Linked DNA regions of Mus musculus: region 2 is linked to region 1. A link is a contact called in public HiChIP or PLAC-seq data. All regions are on one chromosome and are shown on one strand. The core of a region is the stretch at or near the end of the contact, and the rest is flanking DNA. Distances in the headings are between cores, read along the strand shown.

The links. HiChIP or PLAC-seq counts read pairs in DNA pulled down with a chosen protein or histone mark.
Region 2: a contact with region 1 is called in an RNA polymerase II HiChIP or PLAC-seq map of embryonic stem cells, with 14 read pairs. The contact joins two enhancer-like sites. A contact is called at or near these places in 8 of 39 promoter capture datasets (HPC-7-derived erythroid cells, embryonic stem cells, hippocampal neurons and 3 more), 2 of 484 Hi-C or Micro-C datasets (centroblasts and embryonic stem cells), 4 of 115 datasets of contacts at active chromatin or transcription factors (the SCID.adh cell line and embryonic stem cells) and 3 of 9 other capture datasets (adipose tissue, liver and pancreatic islet).

What each region holds. Positions count from the first base shown.
Region 1 is chr11:100,499,547-100,504,091 of GRCm38.p6, reverse strand. All of the region lies in intron 13 of Acly (ATP citrate lyase), which reads left to right. Among named protein-coding and RNA genes, the nearest start is that of Mir7116, 23 kb to the right of the region's middle. Within about 2 kb of position 2,446, at least 33 of the 459 cell types and tissues checked have an H3K27ac peak or open chromatin away from gene starts, as enhancers often do. A contact at or near this core is called in embryonic stem cells and trophoblast stem cells, where this site is marked.
Region 2 is chr11:100,625,020-100,629,564 of GRCm38.p6, reverse strand. Nkiras2 (NFKB inhibitor interacting Ras-like protein 2) reads right to left here. Exons shown (of 4, transcript NM_028024.2): 3 at 4,381-4,545; 4 at 1,963-3,571. The coding sequence ends at 3,332. It overlaps Zfp385c (zinc finger protein 385C), which reads left to right. Exons shown (of 9, transcript NM_001373887.1): 8 at 1-27; 9 at 497-2,022. The coding sequence ends at 733. Among named protein-coding and RNA genes, the nearest start is that of Nkiras2, 4.3 kb to the right of the region's middle. Within about 2 kb of position 2,469, at least 183 of the 459 cell types and tissues checked have an H3K27ac peak or open chromatin away from gene starts, as enhancers often do. A contact at or near this core is called in embryonic stem cells and trophoblast stem cells, where this site is marked.

The DNA.
Region 1 (4,545 bases), core at 1,197-3,696:
TGAGCTTGCCTATGGGAGTGGGCCTCAGCATGAGGTGGGAGTGGATCTCTTCAGGATGAGTGACTTGAGTCTTCTCTGTGGGTTCTCCTGGAGCTGAAGATCCACACTGCCTGGATCACTTCACTCCCCACTGTCTTCCACGCCTCCTGCTGGGGGGCTGTGAACTGACCTGGGAGGCTGTGGAGGAGATAGGATCTCAGCAGAAGCAAGAAGAGAAAGGTTCTCCCAGACTCCTAAATGGAAGGCAGGTTCTGAGAGTGGAGACAGCAAGGCTAGCTCTAAACAGTTGTCTGTCTTCTCCGACTCGCTAGGGGCTCCTACTACACTTCTCTCTGCCTTATCTACTAGCCCTTGTGCATGCTACCAGCTCATCTCCATCCCAGTGGCAGGATGACCTGCCAGCGCTCACACTCCAGCAGATGAGGGCCTGGCAGCCTCTGTCCTATGGTCAGCTGCGCTAAGGCTCAAGATCAGAAGTCACTGCCCCGTGGTCCCCAGGGCGTCAGCTTTTTCCTCAGTGGAGAAGAGTGGGCCCAGCACTGTACCGGTTCAGTCACTGTACTGTGCTACCTGGGGACAGAGGGGTCCTCATTGAGAGGGCGTGACTCAGCTAGCCTGAAGGCCATAGTGGAAGTGTCACCCAGAGGGGACTTGAATGTTGACTGCACTTCCCTAGTGTCCCTCTCCTTGCCCTCTCCCCATACCCTGGTTCTTTGTCACGCCTGCTTCTGTTCTGCCCACTGGTGCTTTGCCTCTTTCGTTGGCTTTACTCCTGCTGTCTGCCATGACACAGTGACAGCACCGGAAGGCTTCTCTGTGGAACTGTCCCCTGTTTCTCCCCTCTCCCACCAAAGCCTCCCACCAGCAGTTCACTCAGACGCCTTGGTCATTTTCTTTAACAGATTCAGTCCCAAGTCCAAGATCCCTGCAAGGTAGGATGCCCCCACTGTGCCCCAACTCTGCGTGTGGCTTTGTTAGCGGGTCCCAGTTTCTCTGTGCTTCCTTTCTTCCCTGGTGGGTTGCAGTGCCGTGTAGTACATTTCCTGTCTCCACCTTGGTGTGCCCCCCCCCTCCCTGAGTCCTAGTCTTTGCTCTCTGTCCCTTCCCTCTCCTGCTTAGAATTTACCTGCCCCAGCACAGCAGTCTCTTCCCTGTGTGGCTGTCTCTGGCTCCTTTCCTTGGCGGGAGGTGGAGACAGAAGGAGCGAGAGCCAGCCCACAGCTCTGGGACTCAGGGGTGTCAGCAGGGATGGTCCTGGGGAAGAGGGTGCCATCAGCTGAAAGGGGAGCGGCAGAGAGCAGTTGATACCTCTGATCTGACTGCTGGCTGCTGTAGGGAAGGGACCGCACCTCCACCCTGACTCTCATCTGCATCTCCTCATCGCTTTGCTTCCGTGCCGCGACTTCAGCAACTTGAGTACCGCCAGCCGTGTGCGCCCCACCGCTCCTGACTCCAGAGCAGTGTAGGGTTCTCCCAGGTTTGATAGAAGAGCAGAGAAAGGTGGGAAGAGAGAAAGTAGGAAGGTCAGCTAGTATCTGTCTTTTTCAGGACCTGAAGGGGTGTGGTCTTTGGTGTCAGAGGTCACAGTTGACAGTGGACATTTCCAGTGCAGGTACACACACATCTCACACACACATTTGCCCATTGACCAAGCAGGTAGATCAGGTAGATTACTCAGTTACCTGTATCAGGACTTTCTTATGACTTGATTTTTTTCCAATACTGGGAACCAAACTCAGAGCCTCCTTGCATGCTGAGCAAACCACTATCCCACTGAGCTCTGCCTAGTGTATCTGACATTCACAGTTGTAAGGGCAAGAGAGTCTTCATCGATGACTGATCCCTAGAGAAGGTAGAAATATCTAAACAAAGACAGTGGCCCCCTCTGACTATCAGTTTTTGTTTCTAAGGCTTACTTTTTTTTTAATTATTTATTTTATGTATATGAATACACTGTGAACCTTCATGTGGTTGTTGGAAATTGAATATTAGGACCTCTGCTTGCTCTGGTCCACCCTGCTCACTCCAGTCAGTCCTGCTTGCTCTAGTAACTCCTCTGACTCCAGCCTAAAGACTTATTTATTATTATACATAAGTACACTGTAGCTGACTTCAGATGCATCAGAAGTTGCGTCAGGTCTCGCTACAGATGGTTGTGGGCCACCGTGTGGTTGCTGGGATTTGAACTCAGGACCTTCGGAAGAGCAGTCAGTGCTCTTACCCACTAAGCCATCTCGCCAGCCCCTAAGGCTTACTTTTAAGTATGTGGACTTGAGTGTATCTTAGCTGGGGTGGGGTGAGGAGTGATGGATGTGAGCGCAGGTGCCTTGGGAGAGCAGAAGAGGGTGTTGGATCCCTTGGTGCTGGAGCTCCAGGCAGTTGTATCTTTAGTAAGTAAGCCACCTGACATGGCTGCTAGGAAGGGAAGCCAGGTCCCCTGCAGGAGCACAACCAGCTCTTATCCCTGAGCCATCTCTCCAGCCCCTCTGCTAGCTCTTAATCCTTTCATTGTCTGCCTCCAGCGCGATCACGGTTTCCTGGAAGGCGAGGCCTTTGTGCTGATAGAGCAGCAACAGACAGACTCAGTCTCCAGGGAGCCCTCCTCCCCTAGGGGAAGCGGGCGGAGGCAGGCACCTTCATTTGGTCCTTAAGCTAGAGAAGAGAGAGGACAGGAAGGAGACCAGGTCATGGAGAGTGCCCTCCACTCTTAGTAGGGCCATTAAGGTTGGAGGGAGGGGAGGGGCTTCCTGCTACTGATGCCAGTGGCCCTCTTGGCTTTGCTTTCTCTCTGCTTAAGGAGGTAAGCACTTGAACTCTGACTTTAAAGCAGGAGGTGTGGGTGGGCATCGTCCTTATCTCTGAAGATGGGTTTCTATGTAGCATGGCACTTGGACTCAGTGGGGGCTCCCCTGGGAATGTCAGAGCCTCACTACTTTATGGCCTCCTTTATCACACGACTGTGTTTTTGTCAAGTCTGTAATCCTGGCTCTCCAAGGTGACCCAGGACCACCATCTATGTGGATATCTGTTTCAATTTCCTGGGCTAGAAAGGATGAGACTGGATTATGTGGCAGCTCTTACTCTAAGGTTCCACGTCTTATAGGAACCCCGGGATGACAGTAAATCTAGGTGTTCACGAATCAAGAGCCTTCTGACTCTTGCAGTAAGAGGCTTACTGCTGGCCTGCAGGAGGATTTATTCAGACCTTGATCTTGGCTAGCCAAGCGTGCCGTAGTACAGTAGGTTAATATCAGAGGCCTCTGGGTGAGATGCATTGCTCTCCCTAGGGGAGCACAGAATGTCCCCCAATGGCTGGTTTCCTTCCCTAGGTCATTCGGGGAGTTGAAAGGGGAAGACAATCGAGGGACCTTTCCCTTCTGGCTAGTGGCTGCATTCCTGTAGCCTCTTTGTACCATCATAGCCTTTTCCCTGTTATTCAATGAGGGTTTTGCACTCTGTAGACCACTGCCTACTTCTGTCTCCCCGGTTCTGGGATTAAAAATGTGAACCACCATGCCCAGCCTGCTCGGTTCATTAAAGTCTTCCCTGCTATTAGAAAGCCTGTCTCAAGAGGATTGTTCTGAGCAGCCAAGAGACACTTGGGAGATAAGGAGGGTGGGAGAATGGGTCTAGGGATTCGGGTGAGGGCCCTGTGGCCCTGTGCTGGCTTGTGTTGAGATAAGGCTGGGCTAGCCTCAGCCCTGGCTGCCTCAAGCCTCTGTACAGGACCCCTACTGACCTAGAATTTGTGTGTATTTAAATGCTGATTGTTGCTGGGTTTCTCTCTAGTTTACAGGCTGATTAATACTGTTGGGACTATAAAGTCCTCAGCAAAACAGGAAGGGGTAAACTTTTTTTCTTGTGCCTCTAAAAATAATTTATTAAGGGTGGAGGTGGTGGCATGAGCCTTTAATCCCAGCATTTGGGAAGCAGAGGCAGATCTCTGAGTTCAAGGCCAGCTTAGTCTACAAGAGTGAATTCCAGGTCAGAGCTGCACAAGAAAATCCTGTTTTAAAAAAACATTAATAATAATTAATAATTTTTAAAAATTGAGCCAGGCATGGTGACTCATACCTCCAATTCCAGCAGGCAAAAAGCTGAGACTGAGAGATTGTCACAGATTAAGGTATAGTGAGTTCCAGGCAGTCTGGGTTACATAAAAACTGAAAGTAAAGGGAGAAGAGCTGGTGGTGTGTTATGAGCCTGCAGTACCAACAGTTAGGAAGGAGAGGCAAGATCAGGAGTCTAAGGTTGTCCTTAGCTACATGGTGAGTTCAAGGCCAGCCCCAGTTACATGAAATCCTGCTTAAAAACCAGCAGCTGGGGCTCGAAGTAAGGCTCAGAGGTTAACGGCACTTACAGATCTTGCAGAGGACTTGGTTAGTTCCCAGCACTGATGTGGCAGATGGCTCACATCTGCTCATAACTAGTTCTGGAGGATCCGATTCCATTTTCTGGTCTCCACAGGCATTGCACAAGGAGTACACAATAAACATACATGTAGCCAGAACACTTATACACGCATTAAAAATAAATAAAAATTAA
Region 2 (4,545 bases), core at 1,220-3,719, 130 kb before region 1:
ACAGCACTGGCTGTGAGTGTTCTCAAGGTACCTGTCTCTAGGAGGACCATGGTCTATATGGGAGAGAGGAGGAGGCAGGGCCAGCTGAAAGGCTTGGGGTGTGGCAAGAGGGAGGCTGCTGGTCCTGCAGCTGCCTGAGCAGGGACAGGGTTAGGGGGTGGAGGTGGGCCATACCCAGAGGAATTTCCTGCGGGTGGGCTGGGCCTAAGGTCATAATATGAAGGGCAAAAGCCAGGGGTGGGTGTGCTTATCCTAGAGACCATCTCTTCCTACCCCTCACAGTGCGGCCCGTCCCGAGGCTGTCCATCTGCTGGGCAGGAAGACAGCTGGCACAGCAAGGCCCCCTGGCATGACTGTTTGGGGGCGGGAGGGAGGAGGTTAGACTTAGAACTCTAAAAGGCACGTCCCCGAGGCAAAAAGGCTCCTGGATGTGTCCCAGGGAGGGGGCGGGCTTCTCTGGTATCAGAGACCCTCTCCATTTCTGTTTTTATTGTAGTCTAAATTGGCCTTGCAGAAGCAACTCACCAAGACGCTGGCAGCCCGCTTCCTGCCTGGTCCGCTGCCCACCACAGCTGCTGCCATCTGTGCCCTGCCAGGGCCCCTGACCCTCCGGCCTGCTGCAACAGCAGCTGCTACCCTCTTCCCAGCTCCTGTCCTGGGCCCAGCTCTGTTTCGTTCTCCAGCAGGAGCTGTCCGCCCTGCTGCAGGACCCATCCTTTTTGCTCCCTATTAGTGGACTCAGAATGGCCACATCCTATCTCTTCCAGTCAGACACTTGTCTCCACATCCCACAGAGACTGCCTTTTGCAGTTTCCGGGTTCCCACCCAACCTGGGTAGCTGCCCTTCACTCAGACTGGGGTTCTCCAGTCCCCTGGCTCTGAGGACCACCACTACCCTCCTTTCCTGGGCCAGCCCTAGGCTGCCCTGCATCTATGATTTAACAAATCCCAAAGATCTATGCAAAAACCACAGCCCCAGTCTCATGGTGCTCTCATACCCAGACCCCAACTAGAGACGTACACAGAGCTGACAGCATTTTAGCTCCCAAGGGCCAGCCTCTCCTGCCATGTTCTAGAGCGGTCTGGACAATCACTAGAGACAGGGATCTCAAACTGAAGTGGGCTGGAACCTATCAGGCATATTTACCATGGGGTAGCCAGGTATGGTGGTGCATTCCTGCAATCCTAGGGCCTGGATTACGAGTTCAAAGTCAGTTTGAGCCATATAGCTAGACACTGTCTCAAACACCAAAACAACCACAAGTAGACTACAGGGTATGTATGGCAAAGGGCCATAGAGATAAGAGGCCCCAAAGTTCTTAAAAAATGTACTGTGAAAGTGAGGCAGAGTTGAGATGACGCGCCATCTGCTCGTGGGGGTGGGGCTTGAAGGGAAAAGTGGTGTTCAGGCTGGGCCTGACTGTGTCATCCTGGCTGGTCTGGGACTGTATGCTCAGGCTGGCAAACTCAAAAAATCTACCTGCCTCTGCCTCTTAAGTAACGGAACTAAAGGCACACACCACCCTGCCTGGTCTGGCTTTGACACAATAGCCCTGGCTGTCCTGGAACTCACTTTGTAGACCAGGCTGGCCTCGAACTCAGAAATCTGCCTGCCTCTGCCTCCCGAGTGCTGGGACTAAAGGCGTGCACCACCACACCCGGCACTACAGCTCTTCTTATCTTAGCCTTTCAGTGGTTTCTCTTGAACCCCAACTCTAAAGGGGCTCTGGGTCTCCCTCAGCCTAGGGACTCTCCATTCCACACTGGGTCTGGCCATCCCAAGTGTGGCGTTTCGGGCTGGTACATGGTCCAGTAAACCCTCAAGATCAACTTTCATGTCACCAAAGCCAGTGCCATTCCCCCATTCGACATGGGATTTCACCAGGATCCACCTATATCCCCCTTTTTTTGAAAGATATTTCCAATGGGACAAGAAAAGGGGTAGGGGACGGGAAACTTTTTGATAATAGCAGTTGTGGTTTTATTGTGTCCAACACATCAATAAATGAACTTCAAGCCTGAGCCTGTAGGTGCCCAGACTCTCCTTGCCCAGGCCTGGGCACCAGCCCCCCCTCGCCTGTTCTAGGAGGAGGAGAGGGTATTGGAGGTGGCCTGGCCATAGTGTTTAACCCGTGTGAGGTGTGCACATCAGAAGCACGGAGTGGGCACCGCAGGTTGTGGGTGATAAGCTCACTTGATAGCACAAGCCTCTGATGGAAGGCTTGTCAGCTCCTGGGAAGCTGCTACTGGGCTGCCTGGTTCTCTTCAGGCATCTGAGGTAAGAAAGAAGGGCTGGGGGCGCGGCTTATCCCACCTTCACCAGAGCAGCAGGTGCATAAATACAGAGAGAGTATAAATATAAAGTCCAGCTACTAGCCAAAACCAACCAGGAGGGATGGACACTACCCTGTTGGGCAGGTTAATAGACAGCCGCTCGCTCGCAGCACTGAGCAGAGTGCACCCCTGCCCCCTGGTGGTTAAGAGAGGCCGTCCAGCCTCCAGGGCCGGTAGGTGTAGCACCTTAAAGAGGGTGGAGCAGGGGCAGAAGACACACAGGAGGCCCAAGCCACCAGCTTTAGAAAAGTCACAGCGCTACCCGTGGCTCTAGGTGACATCCAAGCTTCTGTCAACTCACATACGAGAAGACTGACGCTCAGGGGAGAAGAGTCTTGCTAAGTCTCAGGGCATGTGACAGCCCAGTCATCACTCCACTCTACCTCAGCCAATAAGACCTCTGCTCCTGGAACAGGAAGAGGAAGTGAAACAACTGGGAGATGGGTAGAGGTCAAACAGGAAATGCCACTCCCAGGAGCCTGACTTTACCAGGCCTTGAACAGGCCAGAGGAAAGGTCAGGGTGGAGGATGAGGAACCAACCCTAAGCCAGCTCGCACAAATGTATGCTTACAGTACCTAGTCTTTTGTTTTAAGGCTGGTACTGTGTGTATGTTAGTGGCAGGAAATTCAGAGTTGGGATCCCTGATAGGAGGCAGATCCTGGACTGGGCGCGTTGGCATGACGGCCCTGCTTCCTGCACCAGGCAGATGGAAGGGACACTAACCCATAAGTGTCTAGGTGACAGTGGAGAAAATATGGTCAGCTGGGGGAGGGGTGGGAACTATTATGGAAGGTCAAGGGAGGGCCAACAATCAAGTTCACTTGCACTTCTTGGAGTTAAGAGAGGACAAAGGTGGCACTGGCCTGGGCCAGCCCAGCTTCCTGTCCTAGAGGGTCACTCCCCTACCGACTGGGAAGAACAGCTTGCTTATGCACCCTGTGCTCGCCACCCATCCCGGAATGGGCTTGGAATGGTGAAGCAAGAAGGGCAGCTATTCAGCCATCCAAGGAGCCGCTGCCCTTGTTCTTGCGGCTGAGGGGGAAGGCAGACTTGCTCTGCGGCTGGGTCATCTTGCTGGCCAGGTAGATGAAAGGCTCTAGGAGGGAGCGTCGGTCAGCCACCGACACCTCCCATAGCTTCACCTTCTCGGACTTGGCCCAGTGCTGGGCCACGTCAGGGTCTACGCGACGCTGCTCCTGCAGGTCACACTTGTTGCCAAGGACCACGATGGTGACCTGGAGAGGACAGATGAGAACAGGGACTGTCGGCATGCAGTGGCTCAGGACCAGGTGTAGCCATCAGCTGTTTCTGGCCAACAGCTGGGGAGGATGCAGTTCCCAGAGGACTTCTGGAGGACTAGCAAGAACACAGAGCCCCAGAGAAGGAAAACTAGACCGCGCTTCATGTGCTAGGAGGGAACCTAGTAAACCAAGAAGAAGACTCAGCGATTGAGCTCTCCTATCATGTGGCCCACTACCTCTTGTGTGGGTTGAAGACCCTCTCCAATGATCTTCCCGGCCTTCTAGCTCCTAAACTACCTCTTGGCAAATGCGCACAACTGGGAATCATGCCAGCACCCTGTCTCAGTCAGGGTTTCTATTCCTGCACAAAACATCATGACCAAGAAGCAAGTTGGGGAGGAAAGGGTTGATTCAGCTTGCATTTTCCACATTGCTGTTCATCATCAAAGGAAGTCAGGACTGAAACTCAAGCAGGGCAGGAAGCAGGAGCTGATGCAGAGGCCATGGAGGGATGTTCTTTACTGGCTTGCTTCTCAGCTTGCTTTCTTATAGAACCCAAGACTACTAGCCCAGGGATGGCACCACCCACAAGGGGCCCTCCACTCTTGATCACTAATTGAGAAAATGCCCCACAGCAGGATCTTATGGAGGCATTTCCTCACCTTAAGTGCCTTTCTCTGTGCTAACTCCAGCTGTGTCAAGTTGACACACAAAACCAGCCAGTATACACCCGAAAGCATACCGAGGACCCACGCTCATGCTCTCCTACCACTGGGCTCCCAGCAGAAGTCTAGGACATGTACCTCCTTCTTGTCCTTGGACTTGTCGATCTCCTTCTTGAGCAGCTCGACGCGCTGGAACGACTCTCGGCTGTCTGTGCTGTAGACCAGGACGTAGCCATCGGTGCAGGAGAAGCAGTGCTTGGGCAGCTCGGCCCCATCCCGGAGACCCCGTGTATCATAGAAACG